Linked DNA regions of Mus musculus: all the other regions are linked to region 1. The links are chromatin contacts, called in public promoter capture Hi-C maps. All regions are on one chromosome and are shown on one strand. Each heading gives the region's core, a stretch centred on a gene start, on an enhancer-like site or on the middle of the called end of the contact. The rest is flanking DNA. Distances are from core to core; before and after follow the strand shown. Region 1 holds the start of Cyba (cytochrome b-245, alpha polypeptide). Region 2 overlaps Def8 (differentially expressed in FDCP 8). Region 3 overlaps Afg3l1 (AFG3-like AAA ATPase 1).

What was found. Promoter capture Hi-C pulls out the DNA fragments that hold promoters and counts their contacts.
Region 2: a promoter capture Hi-C map of neutrophils shows a contact between it and region 1, with 3 times the contacts expected there. The contact joins the enhancer-like site here to the promoter of Cyba in region 1. A contact is called at or near these places in 2 of 39 promoter capture datasets (neutrophils and pre-B cells), 5 of 115 datasets of contacts at active chromatin or transcription factors (astrocytes, embryonic stem cells, extraembryonic endoderm stem cells and 2 more) and 1 of 9 other capture datasets (adipose tissue).
Region 3: a promoter capture Hi-C map of hippocampal neurons shows a contact between it and region 1, with 2.2 times the contacts expected there. The contact joins the enhancer-like site here to the promoter of Cyba in region 1. A contact is called at or near these places in 4 of 39 promoter capture datasets (hippocampal neurons, liver and pre-B cells) and 3 of 115 datasets of contacts at active chromatin or transcription factors (astrocytes, pancreatic cancer cells and stem cell-derived neural progenitor cells).

Annotation. Positions count from the first base shown.
Region 1 is chr8:122,430,824-122,434,615 of GRCm38.p6, reverse strand. It overlaps Cyba (cytochrome b-245, alpha polypeptide), which reads left to right and starts at 1,676. Exons shown (of 6, transcript NM_007806.3): 1 at 1,676-1,806. The coding sequence starts at 1,749. It overlaps Mvd (mevalonate (diphospho) decarboxylase), which reads left to right. Exons shown (of 10, transcript NM_138656.2): 10 at 441-1,020. The coding sequence ends at 521.
Region 2 is chr8:123,449,617-123,453,133 of GRCm38.p6, reverse strand. It overlaps Def8 (differentially expressed in FDCP 8), which reads right to left. Exons shown (of 12, transcript NM_054046.5): 4 at 240-389. Among named protein-coding and RNA genes, the nearest start is that of Def8, 8.4 kb to the right of the region's middle. Within about 2 kb of position 2,158, at least 39 of the 459 cell types and tissues checked have an H3K27ac peak or open chromatin away from gene starts, as enhancers often do. A contact at or near this core is called in neutrophils, where this site is marked.
Region 3 is chr8:123,496,932-123,500,483 of GRCm38.p6, reverse strand. Afg3l1 (AFG3-like AAA ATPase 1) reads right to left here. Exons shown (of 17, transcript NM_054070.3): 13 at 1,786-1,896; 14 at 377-492. Among named protein-coding and RNA genes, the nearest start is that of Dbndd1, 17 kb to the left of the region's middle. Within about 2 kb of position 1,368, at least 13 of the 459 cell types and tissues checked have an H3K27ac peak or open chromatin away from gene starts, as enhancers often do. A contact at or near this core is called in hippocampal neurons, where this site is marked.

The sequences.
Region 1 (3,792 bases), core at 427-2,926:
TTTAGGGACAACTCGTAGAGGAGAGCGGGGGCGGGATGTGAGGGTTATGTACTCTGGACAGAAAGATGATAAAAAGCAGTCACTTGCCAGGAGAGGTAGATGTTGGGGTCCCTGGGAATCTGCTCTCAGGATGTAACCCACCACAAGCACGCCAGCATCCCCGCGTCTCCTGATCCTGCTCAAAGAGGCTTGCTCTGGGTCCCTCCTTTCACACGAGATGAGGGTCACTAAGATCCCCACAATCTAGCCCGGAATGGAACCCCAGGCAGCTTGAGAGGCTCATCCTGCGCAAGCTGGTGTGGACTTACCACGAAGGGACCCACCCGTGTCTCACCACCCCCCCCAATCTAATCCTGCCTTAGAGTCTCTGACCTGTAAAGTCTCCGGAGCAGCGGCTACTGCCGCACCCCATGACTGGACACTGATTTTTCTCCCCCCAGGTCGGACCAGGACCTCAAGTCCTAGACGACACTCATGATCATCTGCTAGGCCAGGATGGACTGCCACAACGGGACCTTTGACCTCTTCCACGTCCAGTGCCATTTGGAGAAAGGGGTTGCCCACTGGAACTCGGGAGCTGGCCTGCTGGTCAGCCTCTCCTGAAGGGCTGCTTGATGATCGATTATACTGGGGGATGTCGAGTGTGATGGGCAGCCATCTAGGCGATCACGGGAACCCCTCTCAAGTGCCTCCGGTTCCCCGCTGGTTTCTGAAGGGCTAGCTGACCCACTCGATGGACCTTCCAGCACTCCAGACAGCTGCTCATCAGGGATGGGGAGTCGGTGCCTCCCCCCTCCCCCAAGATGCTCTGAGGGCCTCAGTAACCATCTAAGCGTGATGGCTCAGACAGCGGTGCCTCTCTGCTGAGACTCAGGCCACAGTTTCTTTATAAAGCCTCCTGGTGAGGGTAGGGGCTGTCGAGCCCACAGGTAGGGTCCATTGTGTGTGTGGGTGCCTCATGAGGGTGCAGTCAGTGGACCTGAGGACCACAGGAATAAAGTGTGCTGTTCCTGCCTGCCCGTGTGGGCTGTGCTTTCTTCTTTCTTCCTAAACCAGCGCTTTAGGGTCTCTGGTCTACTGATCTGCTGGGTCCTACCCGCCATTGAGTTCAGTCTTGTTTCCCTATGTAGTGGAGAGGTGGGGGCTGAAGTGGGTCCTGCCAGGAACACTTCCCACTGCCCACAAGCCAGCCCCGTGAGAGTCTCCTGCCACCTTGTGACCACCCTAAGTCATACCCCAGCATACATGCAACAGCTGCTGGAGCTGGTCTAGGCCAGAGGAAAGAGACAACAGAACAACGGTGTTCCGGTGTTCTGTCCCCTGCTTTCTGGGTTTTCCCAGCCTTGCACACTATGGTCCCCTACCCCCACCCCGTAGTCACGTGACCCAGGACACACACCTGCCCCAGCTCACAGTGGGTCGGAAGTAACCTCATCTCCTTTTAGGGAGCAGCCTTTATCTGATAACTAGAGGAGCAGGTGGATGAAGTGACTTACGCCTCTGGCCCTGGGGGGGTACGGTCACAAGTCACAAGCAGTCACAAGTGGCCCTGGTACTTTCCAGCTGGAGAGAGAGGTCGATGGGGAGACTGTCCCACCCACCAAGGCTCAAAGGGAAGGTGCAGAGGAGGCCTCTGGGGCACAGCCCGACAGGGCGGGGCCTGAGCAGGGGGCGGGCCGATCAGTGAGGACTTGCGAAGTGGGCTGCAGAGTTGGACCGGGCTGCTGCGTGTGCGCAGGGTCCTCGTCATGGGGCAGATCGAGTGGGCCATGTGGGCCAACGAACAGGCGCTGGCGTCTGGCCTGAGTGAGTGAGGTGGGCTGCGGGTGGAGGGGTTGCTCAGGACCCGTGGGGCACCGCGGGGGAAGCAGGGCTCGGGCTGGTTCTGCGGACCTCAAAGCGCGGATCCTCGGAGAGACCTACCGGGGCCTCCGGGCACAGGACGGGCGGTGGCCGCTGCAGGCCGTGCTCGGCCGCCTGTTCTAGAGGCGACCCCGCCCTGCACCCTGTTGGGTCCGCGCTGGGACCTCAGAGGAGGAAGTTGCTTACAGCTGGGGAAGAGACATTCACTCGGTGGTTTCCCGCCTGGTTAGGAAAACCCCCGGAAGACCCTCTTCTGCGCACAGCCCACTTGGCCAGGAGTTGGGACTCTGGCCTTGAGGTCACTCGGGCTCCGGCTTCTCCCCGAGGGGCCTGGGATAGGAGCTAAGCTCATCCTAGAGGAGCAATCGGCTCCATCCCACAAGCGAAGTGTGCGCAGAAACTATTTCACAAGAGTCTGGACACCCCTCAGAGTGATCTTAGCCCTGATGGCCTGCCGAGTTAAGATGCAGGACACTAGTCTTTAGTCAGGTTGACACTGGCCGTGGCTTGAACAGTTCAGCTTGTCTGGGAGGTTTGCCAAGGGGCAGTGGGACCCCTGGGCTTCACTGTACCAGGAAAGGAACCTAATAGACCAGACCATGAGCAGCAGGCCTGAGACTAGAAACTGCAGACATGCCTCAAAGCCGAAGGGAGCCAGAAAAGACCTGCCAGGGCAGGGAGGATGGCCCAGACCCCCCTCCACTCACCCGGGAATAGCGCATCGAAGAGGTGATAGAGAAATCTCCCCCAGCCCACGCTGGAAGCTCCCGTGGAAGGCCTTGCAACCCCAACCTTTTGAAAATGGCGCCCCTCCCCCACCTGCAGTCTCCCTTCTTACCCTTCCCAGCCTCCTGCCAGTAGTGGTTTGTCCTGTGACCACTATGGACGGTTTCAAAAGTTACCTCCAGGAAGTGGGGGTGCCAGACACACCTAAGGGTGGGAAGACCTGGCGAGCGCTGTCCATGCAGTGTCTCCTGTCCTCGTGTGTGCTAAGGTCTCTATGTACTGCCTCAGCTAATTGTTCAGGGTGTTCAGGCTGACACAAGTCTCCTGTGCTGAGGAGTCACAGGCTGTGGCCACTTACTTTCTCCACCGAGTGTGACTTCCGCTAACTTTTCTTTTTACGGGAAAGCACAACTGTCCTGGGAAGGTTCTGAACTGTCTAGGTCCAATCAACAGGGATGTACTTTGTTTCCTTTTGTTTTTTTAACATTTGATTTTTTTCAGATTGTGTGTGTGTCTGGCCATGTGTGTAAGTGCGGGGGCGCTTGCAGACAAAGGCTAGAAGAGGGTATTGGAACCCATGGAGCTGGTGTTACATACGGGTGGCTCTGAACTGCCTGATGCGGGTGCTGAGAACCCCACTCAGGTCCCTTGGAGAGCAACCCTCGCTACTAATCCCTGAGCCATCTCTCCAGCCCCCTATTTTGTTTTTTTCTAAATCACAGAAAATTCCATCTGTTCTGGCCCCATTACCTGGCTCCATCTCAAGACGAAAGCCCGTTCCTGACCCCCCTGCTTGTCTCCTGGGCTCTTCCTGCCTTCCTTGCTAGGTTGCTCCTTCTCTGTCTCTGAGTTTCCTGAATGTGCACGGGGAGGGGGGCGGGGGGGGGGGGCTTTTTGTACAATTGGCTGGGGTCACAGCTGATGCCTCCTTTTCAGTCTTGACTCAGATGCCACCTGCTGAGACATCAACCTCAGATAGTGGGCTTCCCTGGGATTGAACCCTCTGTTACAGTGTATCACTTCAGCAAGCCAGGGGCTTGAGAATCAGTCCTTGGGTCTCCCTGTTGGGTAAAGAATGACCCCTCCCACTCATGGTGGTCAGTGTAGCAGAAGCTCACAGTGAGGACATGAGTCCCTAAGGACTATGGGTAGCAGGCCGAGTGAATGTGTGACAAAGTACCCTTCCCTCCTGCAGAGTGCACC
Region 2 (3,517 bases), core at 909-3,408, 1.0 Mb before region 1:
CCCTACCCCCAACCCCAAATGGTTAACAAAACAATGGTTTCTTCTTTTGCCTTTAAGGGCCCTAAGATTGGGTTTCTGTCCCTCACAATCAAGGGGGGCTGTACTGTCAGGGAAGTAGCTAGCCTAACTTTCACTCTGCTTTTCTGTCCCTACCTGAGCCTCTCAAAGACCACAGAAGGACAGCTCCCTGTCCCCTGCCTCCATGCGGCGCCGCGGGCAGGTCAGAGGTCTGAACCCACCTTCAGCTCCTGGAGCTTCAGCCGGAGGTGGATCAGCCGCACCACAGCGTCCTTCTGCTTCTCTGACTGCTCGGGCAGCTCCAGGATCACCTGTTTGCATTCTTCGATGGCCTGCCGCAGCTGCTGGACATCAGAGGCCAGGAAGAGACCCTGCCCGGGTTGGAAGGCAGCAGTCAGATGACCACTTAAAAGTTTCTCCCCATGGAAGGTAGGCCTGTCCCCATGAGTAATATAGCAGACCTTAGCTCCCTCACCCAAAGGAGGACTTACTCAAGGCCCAGGAGAGTTAGTAACACAGAAGAACATGAGTGACATATGGATCTCGGAGTTTGAGGCCAGCCTGGTCTACAGAGTGAGTTCTAGGACAGCCAGGGCTACACAGAGAAACCCTGTCTCAAACAAACAAAAAGACTCCATCCATGCTCCCTGCTCCTAGCTGGACTGATCTGCCCACGGGCCTCTGAACACTGAATTCAGGCTATGTTTCACAAACAGCTTCTACAGCTGGGGATGTGGCTCTGTTGATAAAGAACGTGCCAAGCATAACCGACATCCTGGGTTCAGTCCAAATAAGCCACACTTGACGATGCAGGTCTATAATTCAGGCACTCAGGAGGTGGAGGCAGGAAGGTCAGAGGTTAAACTGGAGGAGAGAGTAGGCTATAGACCTGTCTCAAAAAGAGGAAGGGGAAAAAAGAGTTTACCCTCAGCTGCATAGCAAGTTTGAGACTAACCTGGACTTCTTATTATTATTATTTTTTGGTTTTTTTTTTTTTTGGTTTTTTGAGACAGGGTTTCTCTGTATAGCCCTGGCTGTCCTGGAACTCACTTTGTAGACCAGGCTGGCCTCGAACTCAGAAATCCGCCTGCCTCTGCTTCCCTAGTGCTGGGATTAAAGGCATGCGCCACCACGGCCGGCTTTAACCTGGGCTTCTTAAGATTATCTTAAAGACAAAACAGGAGCTAGAGAGAGATGGCTCCGTAAGTGAAGTCCTTGCCATGGACATATGAGGATCTGAGGAGGAATTCCCCAGCACACGGAGCAAACGCGGAGCATGGGAGCACGGCAGAACATGTCTGTAATCCCGGTGCTTGGGAAGGGAAATGCGGTGATCCCTCCAGTTCTGGGCCAGCTGTTCTGGCTGAATGAGCTCCAGGGTCAGTGAGAGACTCTGTCTCCAAGTAAATAAGATGGAGCAAGTGAGGCAGAGGCAAGAGGATCTCTGTGAGTCCAAGGCCAGCCTGGTCTATATAGTGAGTCAGGGCTACATAGTGAAATCCTATCTCAGAGAGATGGCAGGCAGGCAGACAGACTGACAGACAGACCGACAGACAGATGATAGATGATGACTGACAGATGACAGGCAGATATTTAGACAGATGATTGACAGGTAGTAAGATAGAAGGATAGTTATATAAACAGATGGTAGGTGGATGGATGGGTGGACAGATAGATAGTTATGTAAACAGATGATAGATGAATGGATGGATGGATAGATAGATAGAGTAGATAGCAATAGAGAGGGCCTCCTGACATTGACAGCTGGCCTCTGCACATATGTGTCATACACACATGAGATCATGTACAGACTCATACATCAAACACACATTTAAGAAAATTGTAAAAAAAAAATACCAGGTCTGATGGCACACACCTTTAATTCCAGCACCTGGAGGCAGTGCTGGGAGACTCAGAAGGAGGCAGGTCTGAGTTCGAGGCCAGCCTGGTCTACAGAGTGAGTTCCAGGACAGCCAGGGCTATACAGAGGGACTCTGTCTTGAGGGGTGACTTCTAAGGCTGGGTGTATCACTTAGGTAAGCAGTTAGGTAAGTAGAATGCTTATCTAACACACCAGAAGCCCCAGCATTACAAGCACAAACACACTTCCTCTTTAGAAATCCAAACCCAACAGCTTTCTTAGCCAAGCTTTTTCATCTCTAAAAAGGCTGAGAAGATGAGGAAGAGGCTTCTGGCTTAACGGCTGAGGAGCCAGCAGAGCAGCCGAATGCTGCAGTCACCCCAGACTCAGCACCTCTGGGTGCTCTCTCATATGCCGACCCAAAGGCTCAGTCTAGCTAAGGCCCCACGCCTAGACTGCTCCTTTTCCATTCAGACCTGAAAGCCAGGGAAGTCAGCTGACTCTGTCCTCAGGAGACACCCTCCTCCTTCCATGAGATAGATTTCTAAAGACTCAGGCAGAAAGGTAGTGCTGTCTGTCCTTCCTCTCTGGAGCTCATTTTTGCGGCTAAGTGGAAGTGTGACATGTTATAAGAAACATAAAACACCTTGGGCTCGACGGCATGGGCGTGGAATCCAACTGCTTGAGAGGCTGAGACAGGAGAATTAAAAAAATCAAGACCAGCTTAGGCTACAGAGCAAGTTTAAAGCTGGCCTTAGAAACTTCTGAAGGCTTGGGTCACTGCCTTTAAAGGATTCAAGGTGTGACCTTCAATCCCAGTACTCAGGAAGCAGAGGCTGACAGACTTCTGAATTTGAGGCTAGCCTGGTCTACAGATTGAGTTCCAGGATGGCCAGAGCTACACAGAGAAACTCTGTCTGAAGAGAAGGGACAAGAACGGAGGGGAGGGGAGGGGAGGGGAGGGGAGGGGAGGGGAAGAGGAAGAGGAAGAGGAAGAGGAAGAGGAAGAGGAAGAGGAAGAGGAAGAGAAGAGTCACTGTTTCTCTCAAATAAGGTAGAGATGCCGTGCATAAAACTAAAGGGCTTTCCAAACATACTAGGTCTCTCCTTTCTCTTTTCTCCTCAAAACAAATCTGTTGAACAAAATACAGACGAAGCCAAACAGGTGTGTATGTAAAGTGCCATTTATAAAACACCCTTGGGGACTCCAAAGGGAATCAACTCTAACATCTGTTTCTTTTCTGTTTCTTGTTTTTTTTTTTTTTTTTTTTCAAGATAGGGTTTCTCTATGGAACCTGGTTGCACTAGAACTCAATCTGTAGACCAGATTAGCCTCAAACTCAAGAGATCCACCTGCCTCTGCCTCCAAGTGCTAGGATTGAAGGCATGCATCTTCACTACCCGGCCACACTCACTCCTTAAGAACCTGAAACTTGCCGGGTAGTGGTTGCGCACGCCTTTATTCCCAGCACTCGGGAGGCAGAGGCAGGTGGATTTCAGAGTTCAAAGCCAGTCTGGTCTACAGAGTGAGTTCCAGGACAGCCAGGGCTACACAGAGAAACCCTGTCTCCAACAAAACAAAACAAAACAAAACAAAACAACCTGAAACTTAGGAGAAAAGAAGATGCGTGCCTTCCA
Region 3 (3,552 bases), core at 119-2,618, 1.1 Mb before region 1:
AAGGGAGGCTGGGGGACAGTTCAGGCAGTAAAAGCTCTGACCACTAAACCATATGACCAGTTTAATGCCCAGGACCCATACAGGAGAAGAAAACTGGCTCCCACCTCTGACCATCACATGTGTGTACACACAGGCACGTGCACATGCACACATGCACACGCGCGCACGCACACACACACACACACACACACACACACACACACACACACACACGCACGCACACACGCACACACAGAACGGAGAGTAGAACAGCTGTAGAACCCTATCCATGAGTGTGCTGTACCCACATGGGCTGACACCTAGAAAGCTGGAGACAGTACTTGGGCCCAGAGGCTGCCAAGGCCATCAGCTGATAAACACAGCTTGAGCAACTGACCTTCAGCAGAGGGTCTGCATGCTCCAAGAACCAGCCCACCACTGCATGCCCAGCCTCGTGGTAGGCTACAGTTGTCTTTTCACTGGGTTGTAGGACCTGGGTCTTCTTCTCAAGGCCTACAAACCACATTCCAAGGAGTGAGAAACAAGGGCAGAACGTCCACTCCCAAACCCCCTCGGCACCCAGCTGGACTGCCTGCCAGACCCCAGTCCCAGGCCAGTCAGGAACCGCTCCCGTGTCAGACAGGCTTCCCTCGGCACCAGCTCCGTTCTACTCTACTCGGGCGTGAAAGCCATCTCCCAGAACTGGAGGGCACTCTATTCACTCACTGTACCCAAACCTGACTCATCCTGTTTTAGAAAGCCACTTGGGGGCCAGACAGATGGCTCAGCAGGTTAGAAGCACTGGCTGCTCTTCAGGAAGTCGAGGGCTTCGTTCCCAACACCCACACAGCACCTCACAAGCATGTGTAACTCCGGGTCCAAAGGGATCCCACCCCCTCTGTGGGTCCTACACATGTGCTGTACACAGGCATACATATAGGCAAAAAAATATCCACACACATAGAAAAATAAAAATAAATCTAAAAACAAAATATTTAAAGCAAGCCACTCTCAGCCAACCAACTTATAAGTCCAAATCCCAGGATCGCTGTCTGTGTCGTATCAAGAGGCAACACCCAAGCGATACACAGAGGCTGTTCTCAAGGTCCAATGAGCACACTTACAACAGGTGCTGGGCAGAGAGAGCAGATAACCACCACTGCGAGGACGGATTGATTAGCTCCCCCGAGCTGCTGGAGCAGCCCTCAAGACTGCATGGCCTCCAAACTATTACTCTTCAAAGCCAACACAAAACCTCAGTGATGAATGAAGCTCAAACATGACTGCCAACCTGGCCAGCTTTTGACTGAGGACGGATCTATACAACCATCTGCCCGACTCCCTCTCTAGGAACCACACCAGACCAGCCACATCATCATTTGGCAGCTAGCTCTCCGTCTCATCAGTTCCTGCCTGGCTTGCACGGCTGGCAGAGCTGCTCCACTGTCTGAGCTACGCAGGTGGCCAGCGTGCTGGCTGGGGACAGAGGAGCCCACGAAGAAAACTCACTAACATTCACTCCTTTAACTGCTGTCCCGAGAGAACTCAAGCACCAGGCATCCTAGGATGGCCCCTGCTTGGCACAGGCTTTTCCTTGGAACCATCACTCACCCAAGCTCTGCTCCCCTCCCCCCACAGAGATCTATACCCAATCCCAGGTCTGGCTTCCCAGGGCCTGTACACACCAGAGGGGACGGAGAGTGGTGGGAGAGCCCTGGTTCTGACGTTTCAGCATACGGAACTGTTTCCTGTATGCTGAAATGAGGCTGGGCTATCCAAAAATCACCTGTCCCTTCCCAGGCTCACCTCCAATGACCCTCTCGATGGCTTGCTCAAAGTGCCGCTCCTGGACAGAAGGGCTGAGGTGGCGGGCAGCAATCAGTGCTGCTTCATTGCAAACATTGGAAATATCAGCACCTGAGTCAGGAGAAGAAAGTCAAGTCAGTGTTTCTGGCTGCTGGCGTTCCACCGAGATCAACTTCAATCAAGGAAAAATCTGAGGTAGAACCCAGGTTAAAGCACAGCCGAGGACACAGACGTTAGACAGAAATTGCTTCACTGGTCACTATTTTTTTTTTGGTTTTTCGAGACAGGGTTTCTCTGTATAGCCCTGGCTGTCCTGGAACTCACATTGTAGACCAGGCTGGCCTCGAACTCAGAAATCTGCCTGCCTCTGTCTCCAGAGTGCTGGGATTAAAGGCACCTGGCTCCTTTTTTTAATTACACCAAAACAGAGGAATGTTAGCATTTCTTCTTGGCCCCACCCCACAGTTGCCTGGCAACAGCCAGGTAGGCCTGGCTTACTACAAAAGGGGCTGCTTGCCCCCCCCCCACCCTCTTACTCTCTCTGCCCTCCTTTCCCTGAACTGTTTCTCCATTGCCCCCTCCCCTCCCCCCTCTCACCATGAGTTCATGGTCTCTCCTCTCCTTATCTCTCTCTGTCTTTCTCTGTCTCTACTCCCTTCTCAAATCCCCTCCCCATGCCCTAAATAAACCCTATTCTACACTATACATTGTGTGGCTGGTCCCTCATGGGGAAGGGATGCCTCAGCATGGGCCCTCCGAGGCACCCCTCCCACCTCACCACACCTGGCTCCATAAAACACAACAACAGTGCCTGTGTGGCAAAGTGTGAGTCCTTCAGCTTTCACAAGATTCATCTGGCCACTAGGAGGCCCTTGCAGCTAGCGCCACTTCTAATTCTAAAACTCAGTACCAGTGTTTTCATTTCTGGCTTTCAGAAGAACACACTCTGCTCTTCTTACCTCCCCCCACTTCGTAGGCATCCAAAGGAGTCACGGACTGTGCTCCTTACTACAGACCTACAATTGATTTTCTGTAACTTAAAAAAATATTACGGGAAAAAGTTATAAACCAAAAGATAATAAATCACAAATAAAAAAACGCACCTATGCAGCCACCTTTGCAAATGTGTTTCTCCTTATGGCCTCAAGTTACCATCACTCAGCCTCCTGCTTCGGCCTGGAGAGCTGCCTGCATTTCATACAGGGCAGATCTACAGAATGCTCCTCCTGCCTTTTACAATGTGTCAATGAACTCTGGCAGTCACGGTTTCTCAGCACTGCTTCAGTCTCCTGTTTCTAAACAGAAGCAGGAGCTCATCACGGAGGACCCCGTGTCACTCGGAAGCTCGCGTCTCTGCTTCCTTTTGGGTTTCATCCTCGCCTCTCCAGTCTCTCTCTGGACCTGAGTTTATTCCTGCATTTGAGGTCACTGAGTTTCTTGGACATATGTATGCATGTCTTTTATCTAGTTTGGGAAGTTTTGTGTTGTCACATCTTTAAATATTCCTCTGTGTTTATTTTCTGTCCTGTCCCTTCCACAAGTCTAACAGGTGGTGCTGGGCTGCCACAGGCCGAGGCTCTTCCTAGTCTCCATTTTCTTCTTTCTGGTCCACAGACTTGAACATTTGGTTTGACCTATCCCTGTCATCTGCCTGCCCAACCCTCCTACTGTCCTTCCAGTAAGTCCCACAGCCTTCTTAGAGTAATTTTCACCTCCAGATTTATTTAGTTATTTGGTTATTTCTTCAGTTTTTTGAAACAGGGTTTC